Regions from separate parts of the Cyprinus carpio genome. Here region 1 is linked to region 2. The links are chromatin contacts, called in public Hi-C maps. All regions are on one chromosome and are shown on one strand. The core of a region is the stretch at or near the end of the contact, and the rest is flanking DNA. Distances in the headings are between cores, read along the strand shown.

Region 1 (4,552 bases), core at 1,347-3,846, 260 kb after region 2:
TAGTGAGCGAGCTTTGTAGGCATTCCTAAACTGAGAGTAGCAATGATCCAGTGTATTGAGTCCTCTGGTTGGACAGGGTACATGTTGATAAAAGTTAGGCATAACCTGCCTGAGGTTGGCGGAGGTTAAAATCCCCCGCAATGATAGAAGCAGCGTCAGGATGTTTGTTAATGTAACCGCTGAGCACATCGTGAAGCTTAGACAAAGCCAAGCTTGTGTCTGCCTGTGTTGGAATGTAGACAGCAGTAACGATGATCGATGAAAACTCCCGGGGCAGATAGAATGGGCGGCAAATAATGGATAAATGTTCCAGACAGAGTGGAGATATTCCTGGGGTCACACCATTTCTTGTTGATCATGAAACACACTCCACCAACTTTGGATTTACTGGCCTCTACTGTCCTGTCCTGCCCGAGGTCGTGAGCCATGTTTCAGACAAACAAAGGATGTTACAGTCCCTAATGTTCCATTGGAAACTTATCCTGGCTCTAAGATTGTCCATCTTATTCTCCAGAGATTGGACATTGACAAGCAGAATGCTCGGCAGAGGAGGACTGTGAGCTCTTTTTCTCAGTCTGTTGCGAATCCCAGCACGTTTCCCGCTGTGTTTCTTGATCCGTCGCCGCGGTGGGTTATTCAAGTGGCCATTGTTTATCTCGCCGTTCCGGAGAATCTCAGATGGCCACGATGGGTTGGAGGATAAAATGTCCTGAAACAGGTTAGTGAAGCGGTGTCCAATGTCCAAAAGTGTTCCTTTGTCGTAAGTGATCAGTGCAGACGATATGTGTGTAAAAAGAGAAAGCAAAAGAAAGTTCAAAAATAAATAAAAACACAATCTAAGCGGAGCGACCTGGACGGCATCCGAACTCAGCGGCGCCATCTTAGAAAAACAGTGTCCATAAAACTGTTCCAAAATTCTGCTGGCTCACCTTTGTGCTTTTTTTGCAAGCTCTAATCTTGCCTTTCTATTTTTGGTGCTGGTCAAAGGTTTGCATCTTGCTGTGTAGTCTCTGTAATTCTGTGTCAAAATCTTCTGTGGACGGTAGATTGTCAGACCATCACTCCAGCTTTCTGGAGGTTGTTGGTGATTTTACAGACACTTATTTTAGGGTTCTTTTTCACAGTTTTTATGATTTGTCTGTCATCAACGGCTGTTTTTTTTCTCAGCTGACCAGGTCGTCGTTGGTTGTTATCTTCTTTTTTAGGACATTCCAAACTGTTATTTCTCCATGCCCATTGTTTTTGACAGCTCTAATTGAGTTCCTCTTTTCTTTTAGCATCCAAATTGCTTTTCTCTCAAAGTCAGCTCCCTTGTCTTCATCCTGGTTTGTGTGTGTCGTCATCAAATGCAAGACTCAAAATGCAGAAGCAATGGCTATAACTGATACAACACATTCCCTGCTTTTAATATCTGAAGAATTAATGCAGCAGGACCCAGCTGAACACTTAGAAAGAACTGCGAGTCAACTGTCACAATATTTATGCTCACATCACATGGAGGATGAAACTCTAAAAGTGCTGATCTTCTTAGCTGGAAAAACATGTATGTGTTGAATCACCCAATAATAAAAATGTGTCATTCTGCAGTAATAATACTTCACAATTTTTACTGTATTTTTTTTACCGGAATAATGCAGCCTTGGTGAGCATAAGAGACCTTTATCTTTTGAGCAGTAGTGTTTGTCAACATAATAATTTTAAGTAGCAGTGCTTCATTAACAGGTGAATGCACAGATTGACCCTGTGTGACTCTCTGGATCTCAAATCCTCAAGTCTCAGGTGGTTTATATGAGGATTTAATCTGAGTGGACTCATGATCTGGTTTGCTGTGGTCTCACCTGGTAAAGCTCCTCCAGGTTATATTTGATTGAGGTGCTGTTCTGAATGGCACTAACAGCATCTCTGAGCTTTATCCATGTGTCTTCAGTGTAGGAGTCTGTTAGTTCCGGTCTGTCTGTAAAATGCACACACATTATTTAATATATTATTATTAAAACATACTTATAAAACAATAATACTGCTTATAATATTCAGTTTGAATTTAAAGTCCAGTGATCTGCCAAATGAACACACTTTAGACGACAGTGCTGTGTAGGAAGTTCACTATGTTTTGACACATAGACATGTGATTCATTACTGATCGTTTGTGTACTAGCTGTGGTTGTAGTTTTGTGTTCATCTCACCTTTAAAGTTCTTTATGGTGAGTTTCTTAGACGCTCCTGATTTGGCTGATTTGGTGAGTCCATTAAAGTTTGCTTTCTGATTGTGCTGAATGTCTTCCGCCATCATGAGCTAGATTTGATCTCAGTGCATTTAAATGCTCATATGAAATACAATAAACGCAGAGAGTTGAGCTGTTAGCTGGTAGCTATAAACCAAAACCAGAACCAAGGAACCGGATCCAAACCTCATGGAGTGAGTTCAGCTGCTGTTGTGGATTGACACGACACACGCTTACAGACATATCCCCAAATATTCATCATATAATCTTCATATTCATCGTATAAACTTCATATTCACTTTGACTGGTCAGCATCGAGAACCATAACAAGATGGCAAACCAACAGCGAATCTGCCGCCGCAGGATCAGCAGACAGCGCAACACTAAGAGACACACACACACGCACGCTACTAAAGCTACATATACTGTACAGAAAAAAAAAAAAAAAAAAAAAAACATAATAAAATGATAAATAAAACAAATAGAGCCTAAATTTTAAATAAAATAAAATTAAGCCAACTTAGGTTAATGGGTGCTAAAATATAATAATAATAATAATAATAATAATAATAATAATAATAATAGATAAAGAAATAAAAAATACTTTAGGTCTTCTTTGACAAAACATCTAAAATGCTCACACATTAGATATCTAAACATAAAAGTAAACTAAACACACAAGTACTTTATTTTTCACATGCCACTGAGAAAAATGAACATGAACTCTTTATACACTAAATATGCACTCTCATTACTTTATATTTAGAATATAGCATATTGTAAATGTCTGTACATGTCTGCAATTGTAATTGAAACCAAAAAAAAACTGACATTATTTTATTATTGACAAACATTAACAAAAACTTACCTAGCAAAATAGTTATAAACCACCCTTTAATGTGCTATGTAAAATACATGGAGACTCTAAAATGAAATACGTTTAACTGTGTTTCAGTAATATTTACATTTATGGAAAGTGCAAATTGGAATCCACAGCTGTGTGTTCACAGATGTAAACAGGAAGTGCTGCTGTGACGTCAGCGACTCTGCATTGAGGGACACGCGCGAAGTGATGTGAATTCATTTGGGTAAATAAATACAAGTGATTTTCTTGATAAAATCGCTTATTTAATATAATATGTATCACACTTTTGACTCATAAAGCTTCATGATCATTATGAGGGTTACTGAAACGTAGAATGAATTAATAAATGAGTGAATTAGCAGCTGCGCTAGAGCTAATTTCAAATACTAGAGTTTAATACCACACACTAAATACTTCATTTATGGATTAAACTGGCCGTGTTTGTTTTGTTTCGTATTCTAGTGTAAATGTAATGTTCTGCTGATCAGATGTGAATGTGTCTCAATCGTGCTGCTGTTGTCCCGGTAGGCATCACATTAGATATAACGGTGTGTTTCCGCTGTGTTTGTGGAGATCAGGATGGCTCATATCACACTGAATCAGTACCTGCAGCAGGTGAGCTGTTGTCTGTTATGTTTCATGTATTCTGTCATAGTGTTATTGTCGTATGTTTTCTCTTCTGTATGTAATGTGCCTCTTGTCTGTGCTTCCTGAGTTCTGGAGGCCATAGACAGCAGAGACGGGGCGTTCTGTGCAGAGATGCTGTCCTTCAAACACCCACATGTGGCCAACCCTCGTCTACAGGTCGAGCGCTGCAGTAGTCAGACAAACACCACTAACTCACTGTAAAGTGAAGGACGTTTCAGGGTTTCATCTGCCACAGATGCCCAAATCCAGACCCCCATCTAAAATGTGTTTTCATATACAGTATAAAGACACAACTGATACATTAAAACATTAAAATGATAAATATGTATAAAATATTATTTGTAGAATATTTAGTCTATATTACATTACACTTCTAGTAATATATTTTTATATTTTGAACATTACTTTCATTTATCCAGATATTTAATTTAATCTTATTTTTTATTACTTATTTATGTTTTATTAAATGCCCTGTTTTTCTCTAAACCTTTCCATGGACCCCCAGCACTAAAAAAGTTTATTTTATTTATTTATTTTAAACACATCATGTTTTTTAATTTATTTAGATATGTAGTTTAATATTATTTTTCATTGTTGTTAATTTCTTTTTAATAATAAGCACACTCAAATCGTTTTTTATTTTAATTTCATAATTATTTTTATTTAGATATTTTATTTACTCTTCTTTTTTATTATTATTTATTTATTTTTACCCTGTTTCTCTAAACAATTCCATGTTGCAGCTGTCCAGTCCAGAGGAGAAGTGTCAGCAGCTGCTGGAGCCACCGTATGATGAGATGGTGGCCGCTCATCTCAG
Region 2 (4,682 bases), core at 1,797-4,296:
ACAAAAACACGTCAATCAGTGAAATACCAAAAAACATTTTATTATTTGATTTTTTTTAAAATTAGTAGATGTTGTAAATAATTGTGATTAACTTTACTGGTCAAGTTCACTGTTTGAAATAGGTGGCCAGTTGATTGCCTGCAATATAAGCTGAAGCAAAAGTTTCATCATTCAGGGTAATGCTTTTGTCATTCAGTGTAATGCAAATTCTATGTTACACCACTCATCCATTACACTGAATGACAGTATCACCGTTAAAATAACAATTTTAGCATCTTATTATGAATTGGGAATGCTTAACATTGACAAATATGTGTTAAACGTAATAAATATACATTTTTTGTATGCAGTTTTGTACTGATTAATTTGTGTTATTGATTAATTGTAGATGCCCACAAACACAGAGATCTGCTAGGCACTGTAAAAAGCCAAAAAGCTAATAAAGTAAGTGCGGAACAAGTAGCTTAGGTGGCATGCACTCTTAAAGCCCATTCACACCAAGAACAACAACTATAAAAGATAACTATAAAAGTAACTAAGTTAGCCTTTATTACCAATGAACGATAGCACTGCTTGATCTAAGAATGCACTGCAGGTCCATCATGTGCCACTTTAAATGCTCGAGCTCTAGTGGAGTGGATTCTGATTGGCTTTCAATGCTTTTACCATTCATAGCTGTAATAAATAAATAAATAAATAAATAAATAAATAAAAATAAGAAAAATCACTCTGAGATTCCAACAATATAATTTCTCTGTGCAGTTATCTTTAGTTGTGCTGTGGAATCTGCTATTCTTTTACAGTAACAGTATGTCACAAGTTCAAGAGAGGTCACTGAGGGGATACTCCACCCAAAATACTCATCCTGATAATGACATTTATTTTGTCAAACCTAAGTATGTTTAGAATAGAATAGAAAGTATTAATAAATATGGCTGCAAACAGCAATTTTTGAGGCAGAACTAGTCAGAAACAAAGAGACAAGCTAAGCAAGCATGGCAGGGAAGCATCAGAACAGTAAAATAAAATGCTTATTATATTTCAACATCTGCTTCTGCAGTCATTTACTCAGGAATATTATTAAAACTAATTTAATGACAGACTAATATTAAAAACATTTTAGTTATGGGAACAATGGCAATATTATCTCTCTTTTTGGCAAATTGTCATTCAGTGTAACAAATATATTTATTTAAAAATGAAACCATATACTTATTCTGACCTGTACTTATTAAAATACAAACAGACAAATACAGACCGTGGCAGCGCAGAGCGAGAAACAGAGGACAAGGTGTGTGTTTATCGATAGATTGTTATAATATCTGCATCTGTGCAGTTCTTTGTCATAAATACAGTTTACAAAATGTCACGGGGAGCAATCGGTTTCCCATCTACTGTAAAGTTTTCCTCATTACATCACAGCTGTTTTCTCCAAAGAAAATAAAACTTAATTAATCGTTTATATCGTTTATAAAACGATCATGTTGCTATTTTCATTTGAAAATTTAACTTTGAAAAAAGCTTAGAAAAAGCTTTGTAGACATGCAAACAGTAAAATTTTGTGTTTGTACAGTAAACAGGTGTGTAGAGATATATGTGTGTGAGAGAGAGAGGTGGGGGGGGGGGGGGGGGCTTGTATTAGGTTTATTCATTACTCAAATGCTATACCCATCAGTGCACTACAGCGGAATACTGCAATAAGTTTAGTATACCACCCTACCCTATTAGACAAAAAAATATTGATTTATTATTATCCTCTCATTGGGGGCTGAGCCCCCCCTAAAAGGAAAATCGTCCCTGGTGCTACTGATAGCCTGTCAGATACTAGCAGTTATAATAGGTCACAAACATATTTTTATAGGCTAACATATATGAGACATTAAAGATACAAAAAAGAAAAAAAAAGAAAAACATACCTAATGCAGAAAAGCCACGTCTTTTCCCGATTTGCTTTCTTTCACTATCTCTTCTCTTCTATATGTTCTCTATGTGCAGCAAAGAGAGATCTGAGAATCTATTTCTCCTTCCGTAGCCTACTTCATCTTTAAGTTTCTCAAGAGCAATCACACATTTCACAAGATCCACTTCAGCTCAGCTGTCACAAGCGAGGGTGAATCTTATGGCTTGTGTAACGTTACATGCTTAAACTGAATACTGCATCACACGCCACACTCAAGGCCATCGCTTCAGATCGCCTGTCCAATTCAACCAGAAATGACTCAGTCCACCACATTTTTATTAGCGGGTTTATATTATATACATATATATATATATATATATATACATATATATATATATATATATATATATATATATATATATATATATATATATAACTTGTTAACTTGCTAAAGCGAGAAAATAACGAAAAGAGAGTACTCTCATGTCCTCTCAATTTGAGAATCATGAGTCGCGACTCGCGAGGATATTGGACTTAACGTAAAAAATTAATTTAGCCCTAAACGTAATTATTCTATCTACTATAGTACTAATAAAATGAGAAAATGTTAATTATTTTTTAATTTTTATTTTATTCATAGTTCAGAAAAAATCATTATTGGCTCTCACTAATCACTGATCACTTTGGTACATTAAGAAGGTATAAATATCAAATATTAATAAAAAAATAAAAAATAAATAAAATAAAAAACCGGGCAGCGGGCCAAATGAGCCGCCCTGCCACCAGGAATGCTCCCAGTGCTCCCGATGGCCAGTCCGGTCCAGATGATGTATAATGATAACTTTGACTGAGTTATAATGACTTACCCATCAGAAGAGTCCAGCAGACACCTGCAGCGAAACACCGTTTGACCATCATGCCTCAGTCTGTACGTTACTGACGTCCGTCAGAAAAAGCGTCAAACTCCGAGCGCTGAACACTAACTTACGTGTTAAAGCCTGCGTACTGAAGACGATCAGCGCGTATCTGTGCGTTTATATGAGTGTGTGTCTGTCAGTCATAAATGGTGCTACGACGTTTATTCAGTGTCTGGCAGCAGAGTCACTGTGTCATGAGGCAGAATGTTCCAGTCATGTGATTGTGAGCGTTTTAGCCCCGCCCACACCAGTCACGTGAGGGAGAACTGCGTATCACTTTATAACACAGACAGGACTGCATTCACTATAACTGTTTATTGGCAGTATAAACTGTTAAATAGTTCTTAATTAAATGCTAATTTTAAAATATATTTTAGTATAAGCGTTATTTATTAACAATGCTGTCAAAGCTACAGGAATACAGATGTCACTTTAGACAGTTTAAAATCATAACTACCTCCAGATGTATAATTTCACAATCCATTAAAACATTTTATAATATTAATAAGTCATGTTTAATGTTATTAACAGCATAGAACATACATTAAATTGAATAATGTATGTTCATATATAATTTATGTAAAATAGTCTACAGCTGATTGCTTGCTGTTAATTAAAAAAACTCAAGAAATTATATTAAAATCATTCTATAATCAAATAATTTATTAAAATGTAATTGTAGAATTTAATCATTTTATTTTATAAAATATAATTTATTAAAAATCTATTATGCATTTTATAATTTATTTCTACAAATTCTACAGTAAAATTAGATACAGTTAGGATTTTAAACTTTCTAAAGTGACATCTATACAGTATGCATGTAGTCAAACCTAGTACTTGCAAAACCAAAGTAATGGGTTCGATTCTCAGGGAATGTATGAACTAGTAAAATGTATATCTATAATCCAGTCTAAGTCACTTTAAATAAAAGCATCTGCCATATGCATGAATGTACATCTGGGACAAGAGGAAGTCGTGGTTTGACCTCTTCTTACCTCAGATGAGCACTGGTCATTCTCCAAGAAACTACAGGCACACTTTCTCATCTCAAACTCAACTCAACTCCTCCACTAGATCTCAGCATGAGTCAGAGTGAGTAACAGCAACGTCCTGCAATACATGCATCTGATCAAGACTGAAGCTGGAGATAAACCCTGTGTATTGTGTCAGTATTGAATGCACTGGTGAGGTATTTCAGAGCAACCGCAGGTTAGAGGTCAGTGAGCACAGTGAAGCATGTGTTTGCTTCTGTGTGCCTCTGTCTGCTGTGTCATGCTCTTGGGCCATAATTTGTTTCTTTAAGGAATTACTCTGTGAATGAGGCAGGAAATCACATTAGTCTGAGTGTTTGTGTTTGTGGGAGGAGAATCCAGACTGACGGCTTGCCTCATCACGAAGATACAGAACAGCAACAAAACAGAAATACGCTCATATTTCACCACTGAATCAAACAGATAAATAACTGTCTTTTGCATGAAGTTAGTGAAGACCATCTTAAGACCTAGAAGACTTAGTTTCATAGCAATTACTTTAAAACTGGGTTCTTGTGATGTAAGGCAAGGCAAGGCAAGGCAAGGCAAGGCAAGTTCAAGGCATCAAGTTTATTTTAAGCACATTTCGTACACAATGGTAATTCAAAGAAAAGAGACTTAGTTTAACAAAAATAGCAATTTTAAAAACTTAAAACAGGCAATTTAAAACATGGGAAATGATTCTTTGACGATTTAAAATGGAATACAAATAATAATAAAAACAAATAATAATATTTATTTTTACATAATTTATATAATTATCTATGAATGGTTGTTTCCACCACAGAATACAAATAATAATAAGAATTTATATTTAGATTTTATATCTCA

What was found. A called contact is a pair of places that touch in the nucleus more often than the background predicts.
Region 1: a contact with region 2 is called in a Hi-C map of skeletal muscle, with 3 times the contacts expected there. The contact joins the promoter of cul4a here to the promoter of lamp1a in region 2. A contact is called at or near these places in 3 of 8 Hi-C or Micro-C datasets (red blood cells and skeletal muscle).

Annotation. Positions count from the first base shown.
Region 1 is chrA1:16,836,163-16,840,714 of ASM1834038v1, forward strand. cul4a (cullin-4A) reads right to left here and starts at 2,597. Exons shown (of 20, transcript XM_019111742.2): 1 at 2,185-2,597; 2 at 1,839-1,954. The coding sequence starts at 2,290. pcid2 (PCI domain-containing protein 2) reads left to right here and starts at 3,184. Exons shown (of 15, transcript XM_042753276.1): 1 at 3,184-3,310; 2 at 3,616-3,702; 3 at 3,802-3,891; 4 at 4,479-4,552. The coding sequence starts at 3,667.
Region 2 is chrA1:16,578,665-16,583,346 of ASM1834038v1, forward strand. lamp1a (lysosome-associated membrane glycoprotein 1a) reads right to left here and starts at 3,047. Exons shown (of 9, transcript XM_019111736.2): 1 at 2,767-3,047. The coding sequence starts at 2,818.